Linked DNA regions of Sus scrofa: regions 2 and 3 are each linked to region 1. A link is a contact called in public Hi-C data. All regions are on one chromosome and are shown on one strand. The core of a region is the stretch at or near the end of the contact, and the rest is flanking DNA. Distances in the headings are between cores, read along the strand shown.

What was found. Hi-C and Micro-C count contacts between places; a contact is called where the count stands out from the background.
Region 2: a contact with region 1 is called in a Hi-C map of liver, with 3 times the contacts expected there. The contact joins the enhancer-like site here to the promoter of TRPM7 in region 1. A contact is called at or near these places in 2 of 5 promoter capture datasets (fetal liver and liver), 7 of 47 Hi-C or Micro-C datasets (embryonic fibroblasts, epiblast stem cells, fetal heart ventricle and 3 more) and 1 of 2 datasets of contacts at active chromatin or transcription factors (skeletal muscle).
Region 3: a contact with region 1 is called in a Hi-C map of skeletal muscle, with 6 times the contacts expected there. The contact joins the promoter of USP8 here to the promoter of TRPM7 in region 1. A contact is called at or near these places in 2 of 47 Hi-C or Micro-C datasets (heart right ventricle and skeletal muscle) and 1 of 2 datasets of contacts at active chromatin or transcription factors (alveolar macrophages).

What each region holds. Positions count from the first base shown.
Region 1 is chr1:121,144,021-121,147,706 of Sscrofa11.1, reverse strand. TRPM7 (transient receptor potential cation channel subfamily M member 7) reads right to left here and starts at 1,614. Exons shown (of 39, transcript XM_021095614.1): 1 at 1,321-1,614. The coding sequence starts at 1,323.
Region 2 is chr1:121,007,282-121,010,714 of Sscrofa11.1, reverse strand. No RefSeq gene overlaps it. Among named protein-coding and RNA genes, the nearest start is that of SPPL2A, 59 kb to the left of the region's middle. Within about 2 kb of position 1,779, at least 4 of the 83 cell types and tissues checked have an H3K27ac peak or open chromatin away from gene starts, as enhancers often do. A contact at or near this core is called in liver, where this site is marked.
Region 3 is chr1:121,374,167-121,377,617 of Sscrofa11.1, reverse strand. USP8 (ubiquitin carboxyl-terminal hydrolase 8) reads left to right here and starts at 1,464. Exons shown (of 21, transcript XM_021095635.1): 1 at 1,464-1,621.

The DNA of each region.
Region 1 (3,686 bases), core at 365-2,864:
GCTTTGAAGATGATGAATCATCTTCATTTCCATTTTCTAACGTGTCTAAATTTTTTCAGAATACTTACATGATATGTTCAAATATACACTAAACACCACCTAAAAAAAGGAAAACTAGACACATCACTGAAGAGTCAGTATTGATTTTTTTTTTAAATAGAAGGCACTCTGATTCAACTCCCCCCCCACAAAAGATTCCCTTGAAATTCACTTAAGAAACAAAAGTTAAAATTTAGCATCGGTAGAAAAACTTAAATTCCTTTAAAAATTATGAAATAAAGTAAAAAGACGTTTTTACTGCCTTTACATTACAAAAAAAGGTGGGAAACAATGGAAGGTGTACTATTTATTTAAAGTATATTCGTGGTTTCAGTTTTGTATGGCACTTGAATTAGTTTCCAGAGAAAAGTAAACCTGCCAGACTCCAGCAGAGGGAGAATTGTTTGCATGAAGCCGATCTAGTTCAAGTACTGACCAGGAACACCTACCTATCCGCTCTTCAGGTCTCTGATCTAAGTGACTTTTTTGGAAGAAATCTTCTAATTCTATTGCTAGCCTTAATAAAAATCCCTATCAAAAACTGCAATGCGCCTCATCCCTCTCTGCATCTTCGGTTTAAAACACGATCAACCCTTCTCTAGGGCAACGAATGAGGTGGTTCGACATAAATCCAGACCACAAAATGCCTCGGTACCCACAGTAGCGTCCCGAGAAAATCCTTAACTCTTGCTAAAGAAAATTCCAAACCAGATCTAGCGTCAATATCGTCAAATCCCTTCTCTCGGACTCCAGAGGAAAATGTACCTGTGGAGTATACACTGCGCAGCAAACAAGGCACAGTTCCAACCTCGTGTTCTCTCTTTTTTTTGTTCCCTGCCAGACCTCCCCTTCCATGCAGAATTTGAGCAGAGCGTTTGGCTCCCTTATCTGCCAGTAACAAGCGCCAGGAGGAACGCGCTCCCGAGAGATGCGGAGCTTGGAAGCTGAGCGCTGCGTCTGGCGCGCTGCGGCCGCTCGGCTCAGCCAGGTCCTCCCGGGCTCGCGCCTCTGCCGCCCCGAGGGGCCGGAGCCCAGGCTCCGCTCAGGGGAATCCCGCGACGAGTAGTCGGGCTAGATTTGCTACTTGCTTCCTGCCCCTCACCCGCGAAAGACCTGCACTCCCGTCCCGCCAGGGCCAGTCCGGAAGCTTCATGGAAATTGGAGGGTTCTTCGCCCCAGGAAGAGTGGCTCCGCGCACACACTCGCCAGCCGAGTCCTCCCCCTTCCCTGCCTGCAACCCCCAGGACCATTCCCTCGCCGGGGCCTTCGTGGGGCTAGTACCATTCTCCTCACGGGGCGGACTCCGGAAGGGCAGCAACTCCACCTCCTCCTCCTCCGCGGCCTGTAGCCATCTATCGGGAAGCGTTTCCGGAGGCGGCAGCAGAGGCCGCCGGACAAGGACAGCCCAGGGAAACCTTCTCAGTACTAACTCAGCTCCGGCGCTAGCAGCAGAAACCGAGTCTTTCATAATTGTGCGACCAACTCCTCCGGGTGACTGGCCACAGGGACGCGCCCGCGCCCGCCTCCGCCGGCGACGGGGCTGAAGACAGACCACGTGAGAGGCGCGTCGTGTGCGTCGCCCCCCGCGGCCGGGTCACGTGAAGGGCGCGCGCTCCCGCGCTTCCAGACCGCCTCCGTGCGCGCCGCGCGCATGCGCCGGGCATGAGCCTCTCTCCGCCATCGCTACGGGTCTTCCCCTGATCTCCGTGGGCTACCTAGGCGGGACTTACGGAAAACTCTATGTCACCTCCCGGGAGCGGAACTTAAGGAAGTAGTAGTTTAGGGTTGAGGTTCCAGGCCCTCTAGTTGCGAGCCGCGAGTGGTTTCCGCTAACCGGACTTGGCCTCTGCCTGTGCTCGGGCGCAGCGTTCCCCAGTCTGTTGGCTGTGCACGGGGGTAGAGGCCTTAAATATTACTCTCTCCTAGTCCGAAATGCAAAATTTTCTCATCCCAATTCTTGTTCTTCCTCTAGTTTACACTCTTTGTGCCAGCTAAAATTCTTCTGACTTTAACTATAGGACCTATCCTCTCCCTCCGGAGATGTCGCCCCCAGGCACACACACCTCACGTGCCTTAACCAAAGATGGTGGTTTTTTTCTTTCCTTTTCCTTTGCTATCACACCAGCCCAGAATTGACTGTTAGTGGTAGTTTACTAAGTGTTGCTTTTTCACTCCAGAAAAACTTCGAGTTCCTCTCTTCCGTCCGACCCTCTGTGATGTTCTACCATCCTCTCTCCCTCTCAGAGCTCTCCTCCCCGCCCTCACGCCCCACCCCACCCCACCCCCCCAAATTGTAGAGAGGAGAATTAGGATTTTAAAAAAACAAAAACAAAAATTGGGGCAATCCGAAAACTGTCAGTGATTAGCCCACAATTTCGTCTTTGTATTTGTCCTTTACGTTTGTTAACAAATATATGCAATACGCAGTGTTGCATTTACATTTAGAAACTTTGGGAAGCACGTTTTGTTGATTATTAACTCAACAACAGGAGTTCCCATTGTGGCGCAGCAGTAGAGAACCTGGCTAGAAATAACCAGAAGGATGCGGTCTGATCCCTGGCTTCCTCAGTGGGTTAAGATGCAAACTATTGCCTTTGGAATGGATCAGCAATGGGCTCCTGCTGTTTAGCACTGGGAACTGTATCTAGTCACTTACCATGGAGCATGATAATGTACGAGAAAAGAATGTATATATGTATGTGTGACTGGGTCACCTTGGTGAACAGTAGAAAATTGACAGAACACTGTGGACCAGCTATAATGGGGGGAAAAATCATTAAAAAAAAAAAAAAAAAAAAAAAAAAAACCCAGCGCTGTGAGCTGTGGTGTAGGTCGCAGACTCCACTGGGATCCCTTGTGGCTGTGGGTAGGCCTTCGCTGTAGCTCTGGTTTGACCCCTGGCTTGGGAACTTCTGCTAAAATGCATAAATAAATAAATAAACAAGCAAACTCAACAACAGTTGCAGTAGGGATACAGCAATTGTAAAGCAACCATTTTCTTTTCTTTTTTGTCTTTTGTCTTTTTAGGGCCGCACCCACGGCATATGGAGGTTCCCTGGCTAGAGGTCTAATCAGAGCTGTTGCTGCCCGCCTACCAGAGCCACAGCAATGCCAGATCTGAGCAGTGCCAGACCCAAGCTGAGTCTTCAACCTACACCACAGCTCAGGGCAATGCCGGATCCTTAACCCACTGAGCGAGGCCAGGGATCAAACTCGCAACCGCATGATTCCTAGTCGGATTTGATTCCACTGTGCCAAGATGGGAACTCCAAGCAACCTTTTAAATATTAGCAGACTGCTATAATAATGAAGAGGGTTAATTTTAACTTAGAAAATATATTTTTAGAATGCTCTAATTGTAAGTTATATCTAAAACAACCAGTGAGTGGTACGGTTTATGAATGATGACTATCTCTGACACTAGCCAGATTTTATGACTTCCCACAGGTATTTAAAACATGTTTCACAAACTTTGACGTCCATACAAATAATGTATAGAGGTTTACATTCAGATAAGCAAAAGCAAGCTCCATAGGAAAACTACTGGAAAGCATAGTCCTTACTTCCTTACATTGAATAGCTAGCATTTATTGAATGATTTTTATCTGCCAAGTATTGTTCTACTTATTCAACAAGTATTGACGTAA
Region 2 (3,433 bases), core at 530-3,029, 140 kb after region 1:
TTAAGGATATATGATTAGAGTGGATGTCTGGGGTAGATGGAGAAAATTGGATCAGGAATAAAAATGGGAAAATGTAATACCACTTATAGTAAAAATTCACAATACAGAAGTTCTCATTCAAAATTTCCAAAATCTGGGAGTTCCCGTCGTGGAGCAGTGGTTAACGAATCCGACTAGGAACCATGAGGTTGCGGGTTCGGTCCCTGCCCTTGCTCAGTGGGTTAACTATCCTGCGTTGCCGTGAGCTGTGGTGTAGGTTGCAGACGCGGCTTGGATCCTGCGTTGCTGTGGCTCTGGCGTAGGCCGGTGGCTACAGCTCCGATTGGACCCCTAGCCTGGGAACCTCCATATGCCGTGGGAGCGGCCCAAGAAATAGCAACAACAACAACAACAACGACAAAAAGACAAAAGACAAAAAAAAAAAAAAAAAAAAAAAAATTCCAAAATCTCCTCTACTGATTCCTTTTTTGGGGGGGAGGTTCTCTTTTTCCCTACTATTTGGAGGAGAATTTTTACCATTTATGCTTACCATTTTATTCTCTAAGAGAGCCTGATTTGACTTCAATCATTTTCTCCATGCCAAATCCTCCATTTCCAACCAAATCCTCTTGTACTACCTACTCTTCTCATTTCATATCACACACTTTTACCATCAATTAAACTCAACACCATGAGTATTATCTTCACCTCCAAACTAGATTCTGCTTTTTCCAAGATTTCTTATTTATCCTACCATCATTCTTTCAGTCTCTAACAGGAATATATAGCCATCTTTGAATCTTTTCTCTCCTATCCCTTAATAAGCAGGCAATTATCAAGACGTACTGCTGGAATTTTCCTTGTGGTGCCGGGGTTAAGGATCCAGCATTGCTGCAGCTGTGGTAGTGCAGGTTGGAACTGCAGTGTGGGTGCAGCCAAAACAAACAAACAAATAAAACCTCCCAAAAACAACTTAATGCTTTTACTTTGACCATCATTGCTATATTATTCTGATTGCCACACTCTAAATCTGGAGAACTCACCAACAGCCATTAGATTATTTGTAAAGACTATTTTTTAAAGAGTAGTTTTAGGTTCACAGAAAAATTGAGAGGAAGATACAGATTTCCCATATATTCTCTGGTTCCACACATACATAGCCTCCCCCATTATCAACATCCCCTACCAGATTGGTATTTTTGCTTGTTTGGTTGTTTGTTTACAACTGATGACCTACACTGACACATCATATTCACCCAAAGTCCATAGTTTACATTAGGGTTCATTCTTGGTGGTGTATATTTTATAGGTTTAGATGAGTGCATAACGACATGTATTTGTCATTATAATATCATGAAGAGTATTACACTGCTTTAAAAATCATCTGTGCCCCACCTATTCACCATCCACCCACTTTAGATTTTCATTCCTCTAGTCCATTTGCAAATTGCCAAATCTTTCTGTAACACTATTTTCATCACAATGCTACCTTGCTCCAAACCTCCAGTGGTGCTAATAATGAGCTTTCATTGTTTTTTGGCTGCTCAGCATTTGTTTCTCTTTCACACCTCAACACCTTTTGGGGAGTTGTCTGTTCTCATTTTGGGGATATAGTTTGGAAAAATTGTTAATCCAGTATTCATCTTCTTCAGCTATGAGAAGGGCATGTGACCCAAACTAGAGCTTCGGAACAGTATATCCCTCTATTTGATTTGTTAGCAGTGTGATAAAGAGATCAAACATAAGTGGGTATTCATTCACACTAGCATGGTGCTCTGGCATGCTTTAAGGCTACTCTTCTGTTTCCTGCTTTTTAGCCCTTGGAGGCCACCTTGCTTTCTAATGTTTCCAAACCTGATTTTCCAGCCCTCTCATTGATTCTGGGAACTCCTGGCATCTTTCCAAAAAACTTCCCTATTGAAGTTTGCCAGAATTGGTTTCTGGTGTGTGTAAGCAGAAACTTACTGCTGATTCCTTCTCTATTGTACAAAGTATAAACTTCTTCCCTGGTTTCAGATTCTTCATGATTCTGCCTTGGCCTGTTTCCTCTTACCAAAGCCTTAGCCAGGTCAGTCACTTTCCAACTCTGGAAAATGCCATGTTAGTCTTGCTTTCATGCTTTATGATATCCTGAAATGACCTACTCTATTTCATGCATCTATATCCATTCACTGACTTTTCAAGGCTCTGCTTAGGATTTGTTTTCTCTATGAAAACAAATATTATGCCCTATATTGTCTTCTCCAATCTTTGAAATCCATCAGTGCTTAGTTATTAATTTTTGTTATTAATTTTCTAGTTGGAAAAAATAAATTTTGTATTTTTAGGAACATTTGGTGGTCAAATCTCCTACCCTCCCCCAAATGTTTTTGACTGAGAACCTATTGCCTAATTCATTGTTGCACAACAGTAATTAAAAAGTCTCTCTTTGGAGTTCCCATGTGGCCTAGTGGGTTAAGGATCTGGCACTGTCACTGCAGCTGCTCGGGATGCAGCTGCAGTGTGGGGTCAATCCCTGGCCTGGGAACTTCCATGTGCTGTGGGTGCAAAAAAAAAAAAAAAAAAAAAAAAAAAAGTCTCTCCTACATGGAACTGAAAATTCTCATCCTATAACCCATTAATTCCTTTGTTCACTTCAGTTTGACATTCCAAACTAAGAATACCGTGAATATAGATTCTTTACCTGGTGGCTAGTCCTTCCATCTTTGAGCCATAGGAGAACATAGTAAGGCTGCTTTCAGTGTCTCTAGGTTGTGAAAGAGAACGGGGCTAAAGACCAGCACTCTATTGGATACATATGTCCAGATATATGAATTATGATATTCATCTAGCTATGAATGACTTAATAATTTGCATTTCATGTATTTTCCAAAATGATGTTGTGAAAAACTTTGTGAAAAGCTTTGCTTCAAGGTATACTAAGTCTGTGATATTTCTCCAAGCTACTAATTCAGCTACCTGACAAAAAGAAAATAGATTATTTTGTCTTGGTTTGTTCTTTGTGAGTCCATGTAGGCTGCTGATAAATGCCACATGCTTTTTTTAAATATTCACAAACCAACTATTTAATAATCCATTACAGACTTTTACTGATCAGGCTTAAGCTTTATGTTTTGCAACTTGGAAATCAGAACACTTGACTGTTTTCAGCCTTCTGCTACCTCTTATATTCTCTGTGAATTCCTGATGTTGATAATAGATGGTGAGAACTGCACATTTTTTGACTGCTCCTCATTTTGGAGCATGCTTTTTCTAGGTGCAGGCATCAGAACAACTTAAGGCAATTGCATTTTCTCTAACTCTTTTCTAACCTTAGGCTGTAATACTCTGACCACCTCTTTTTTCCCTTGATTTTCACTTTAGTATATTATTTAAAATCATGAAAATGATATGTACTCATCATAAAACTATTCAAATATTATGGAAATGTATAAAGGAAAAATAAAAGTCTCCC
Region 3 (3,451 bases), core at 215-2,714, 230 kb before region 1:
CAGCCCACAATAGGAGACTCTTCATTGGTTGATTCATTCTTAGGAGCTTTTTTCTTTATCACTTCATATTTCTAGGGTCTTCTAAGATTGTCTTCAGAGAACCCCAAATTCTTCCTTCTTTGTTTGGTTCCCACTCCAAACTCTGCTCTGGCTTTTTCTTTGCATACTCAAATTCATCAAGGTGCTCAGCAGACATACATACACACACAAAGCAAACAACCAACAACCAGTTTACTTTCTTTTTTTTTTTTTTTTTTTGTCTTTTTGTCATTTCTTGGGCCGCTCCCCTGGCACATGGACGTTCCCAGGCTAGGGGTCGAATCAGAGCTGTAGCCACCGGCCTACACCAGAGCCACAGCAACGCGGGATCCGAGCTGCGTCTGCGACCTACACCCCAGCTCACAGCAACACCAGATCCTTAACCCACTGAGCAAGGCCAGGGATCGAACCCACAACCTCATGGTTCTTACTCAGATTCGTTAACCACTGCGCCATGACGGGAATTCCCAGTTTACTTTCTTAAGATCCACCCTCAATAGCTGTGATTTTCCCCCCATGGTTATGAAATTTTTTTCTAAGGTTTCCTAGTTAGTAGTGGTATAGTATACTCAGGTGGTATAGTATACTTCATATTCTATCGGTTTTAAATCTCTTGGGAAAGTGTATAGCTTGAGTTTAAAAGAGTTACCATGTTTTTGCAGGTACTTCATTATGATGTAAAGGAAATTAACATTAATGGAAAGACTACTATATGTGACACATTGTTGCTTTAGGTGTCATTTATTCATTACAAATTTATTGAACACCTATTTGGTACACACTTTCACTTAACACACTTACTATACCCCGCCTTCCAGCTTTTCCATCCATTAGACACTTGGACTGTCCTTGGGAGCTTAGTGACCACGGCCAAAAACTCCAACCAAATTTGTTTAAATTTATGGTCTAATTGGAGTATTTAATCACCATTTCTACGAGCATACAAAGATCACCTTGTGAAAAAGTTCAGGCCTCTCGTTTAGTTTTTGTAAGACTAGAATTTTGGTTAACGTTTTATATGCATACATAATATGATTTTTAGGATCGTGTTCATTCTTCCCTTACCAGAGGCGAAACTTTTAGCCAGAATTAGAGGAAATTGAAATTCCTTTTCTTGTAAGCCCTACATCTCCAATTAGAAGAGGAAGAGACGTAGCTCAGGCGTTAAAAGCAGCCATGCTTCCTCCGCAGCAAAACCCACGATGCGAGTAACACCAGGGTAACAGATCTAAGCCCGAGAAATACAGAGCGCAGGGGATGGGCGGGCCAGCTCGCCTCAGCTCAGCGTAGCCTGGTCCGTACCCATACTGCCCATCTAAAACATCCGCCTCAGCCCTCCTCCGCCCTCCCATACCCTCTCACAGGCGGTGACCGGGATGGGAAGGAACTAGCAGTGAGAGCGCGCGCGCGCAGCCCCGCCCCTGCGTGACGTCAGAGCAGCGACGCGTCGTAACGCAGTGCAAATTGGGAAAAGGGGATGAGCTGGTCTGGCTTCCGTCGGGTTAGCGATTCTTCCTCGGTTTGGTGGGAGATGGGCCTTTGGCAAGGCGGCTGGCATTTGTGAAGCGCGCCGTGCGCCAAGGTGAGTGAGGGGTTGGATCCTGGTTTTTATTCCTCCGGAAGCTCTTCTCAGTGAACCCCCTTCCACCAGCTGCTGGTCACCCGGGAGACAACCCCTGTCTTCGGAGAAGGGTGGGACAGCTCGAACGTAGAATCCGCATTTGGAGGAAGGGCCCTACCCTGAGTCTTTGCTGGTGCCCACCTAGAGTTGCCCAGCGAGTTTCGTGTGGGCTCAGGTTTTCCGGTCTTAGAAGGTGGCCTTGACCATTCTTCCACCTTCTTGAACGCTCAGTCCGACTTTGACCTCGTCCCTCTTGCCTCTGTTTTCAGATTTTCTGCTGTTGGGCTATCTTCCCAGGCCTTAATACAACCTTCTAGAGTGTTTTCCAGTCCTTCCTCTGATCCTGTCAAACTTGGTTTTAGTGAATTCCAAGTAGGAGTTTAAAGAATCAATGAGCTCATCAAAACTAAAACTGCGACTCCCCAAGTAAAATCTTTTCTTTCCTAAAATGTGGCCTCTCTACTAGAGGTGTGAAACAAGTTAATTTCACCTCCACTCCACCTTGGAAAATACCAGAACCCAGAATTTAGACAGAAAGCTGCAGACCACACTTTTGGGTTTGTTTCTTACCTCCAGTACATTTTGTGACCTTGAAGCAAATCACTTAATCACTAAAAAAAATTTACCTGAAGACAGAGGTGTTGCAGAGCCTAAGGAATTTAATATTTGTTAAAGAGCTCTGAGGGTTTCAGATGTAGGCGATGCCGAACTGAGGATTTTACTTTTTCTGCATCTGCGAGCATCTTAATTTTTGAATACTTCCTACTGGAGCCATGAAAAATGTCAAGTGATTTTTGTTAAGGAAGTGTTCCTCTTCTAGGCTTGCTCTGTAGCTTTGCTGTGTAAGCAGATTTTGTATTTCAACAGATTCTGTTTGATTCATTGTTCAATGTCTTTCATGATGAATTTAGATAGTTTCTCAGACCCCAGAGTACTGGATCAGTTTATCTGAAAGGTGCCGTAGCTTGTGCTATGTCTTTATCATGTTGAAATGTGTATTCCTTTTCTTGTGACACATTAGATGCATCTTTTAAATTAGATAGTAAGGATTGTATAGTAAAAGACAACAACAACCTGTCATTAATGATATAAATATACATTAATTGCACACAAGTATTCATTGTAGTCTTTGAGAAAACAGAAAAACAAAAATACTTTAAAGATATCTTTCTAGAATTTAATTTTTTAATGTATTTACTTGAACTTTATCAATCATTATGGTCTTTATTAATGTGAATATAATGGGAAAGAACCAATATGGCTTTTGTAAAGTAAGAGTTAGCACATCAGATTTTTTTCCCATAAAATGTCTAGCACTATATTTTATTATGAACTTTTCTTCATGAAGATATACTTGGTTTTGTAGAGATGAAAGGGGGAGAAGTGTTCATCAAATATGAGCTGCTAATAAAATTAGATATTATTGAGTCTTTAAAAACAAATCTTGGTTATTGTCCCCACTGCCTATTACTGTATACCAAATCACTCTAAAACAAAGTGGCTTAAAACTACAGTTTATTCTCATGTTTCTGTGGGCTGAGTGGACTCACCTGGTTGGTTCTTAGTTAGGGTTTCATGTATTCGTCGTCAGGTACACAGCTAGGGTTGGAGTCATCTGAAAGCTCACCTGGGCTGCACATCCTAGATGGTTTATTCGCATGGATGGCAGTTGATACTGTCTGAGAGTTCAGCTGGAGATGTCAGTTGGAGTGCATGCACCAGTCTCTTTATGCATCTTTGACATGTCAAAGCATGGAGGATGAGTTCTAAAAGCAAGTATTTGAAGAGTCG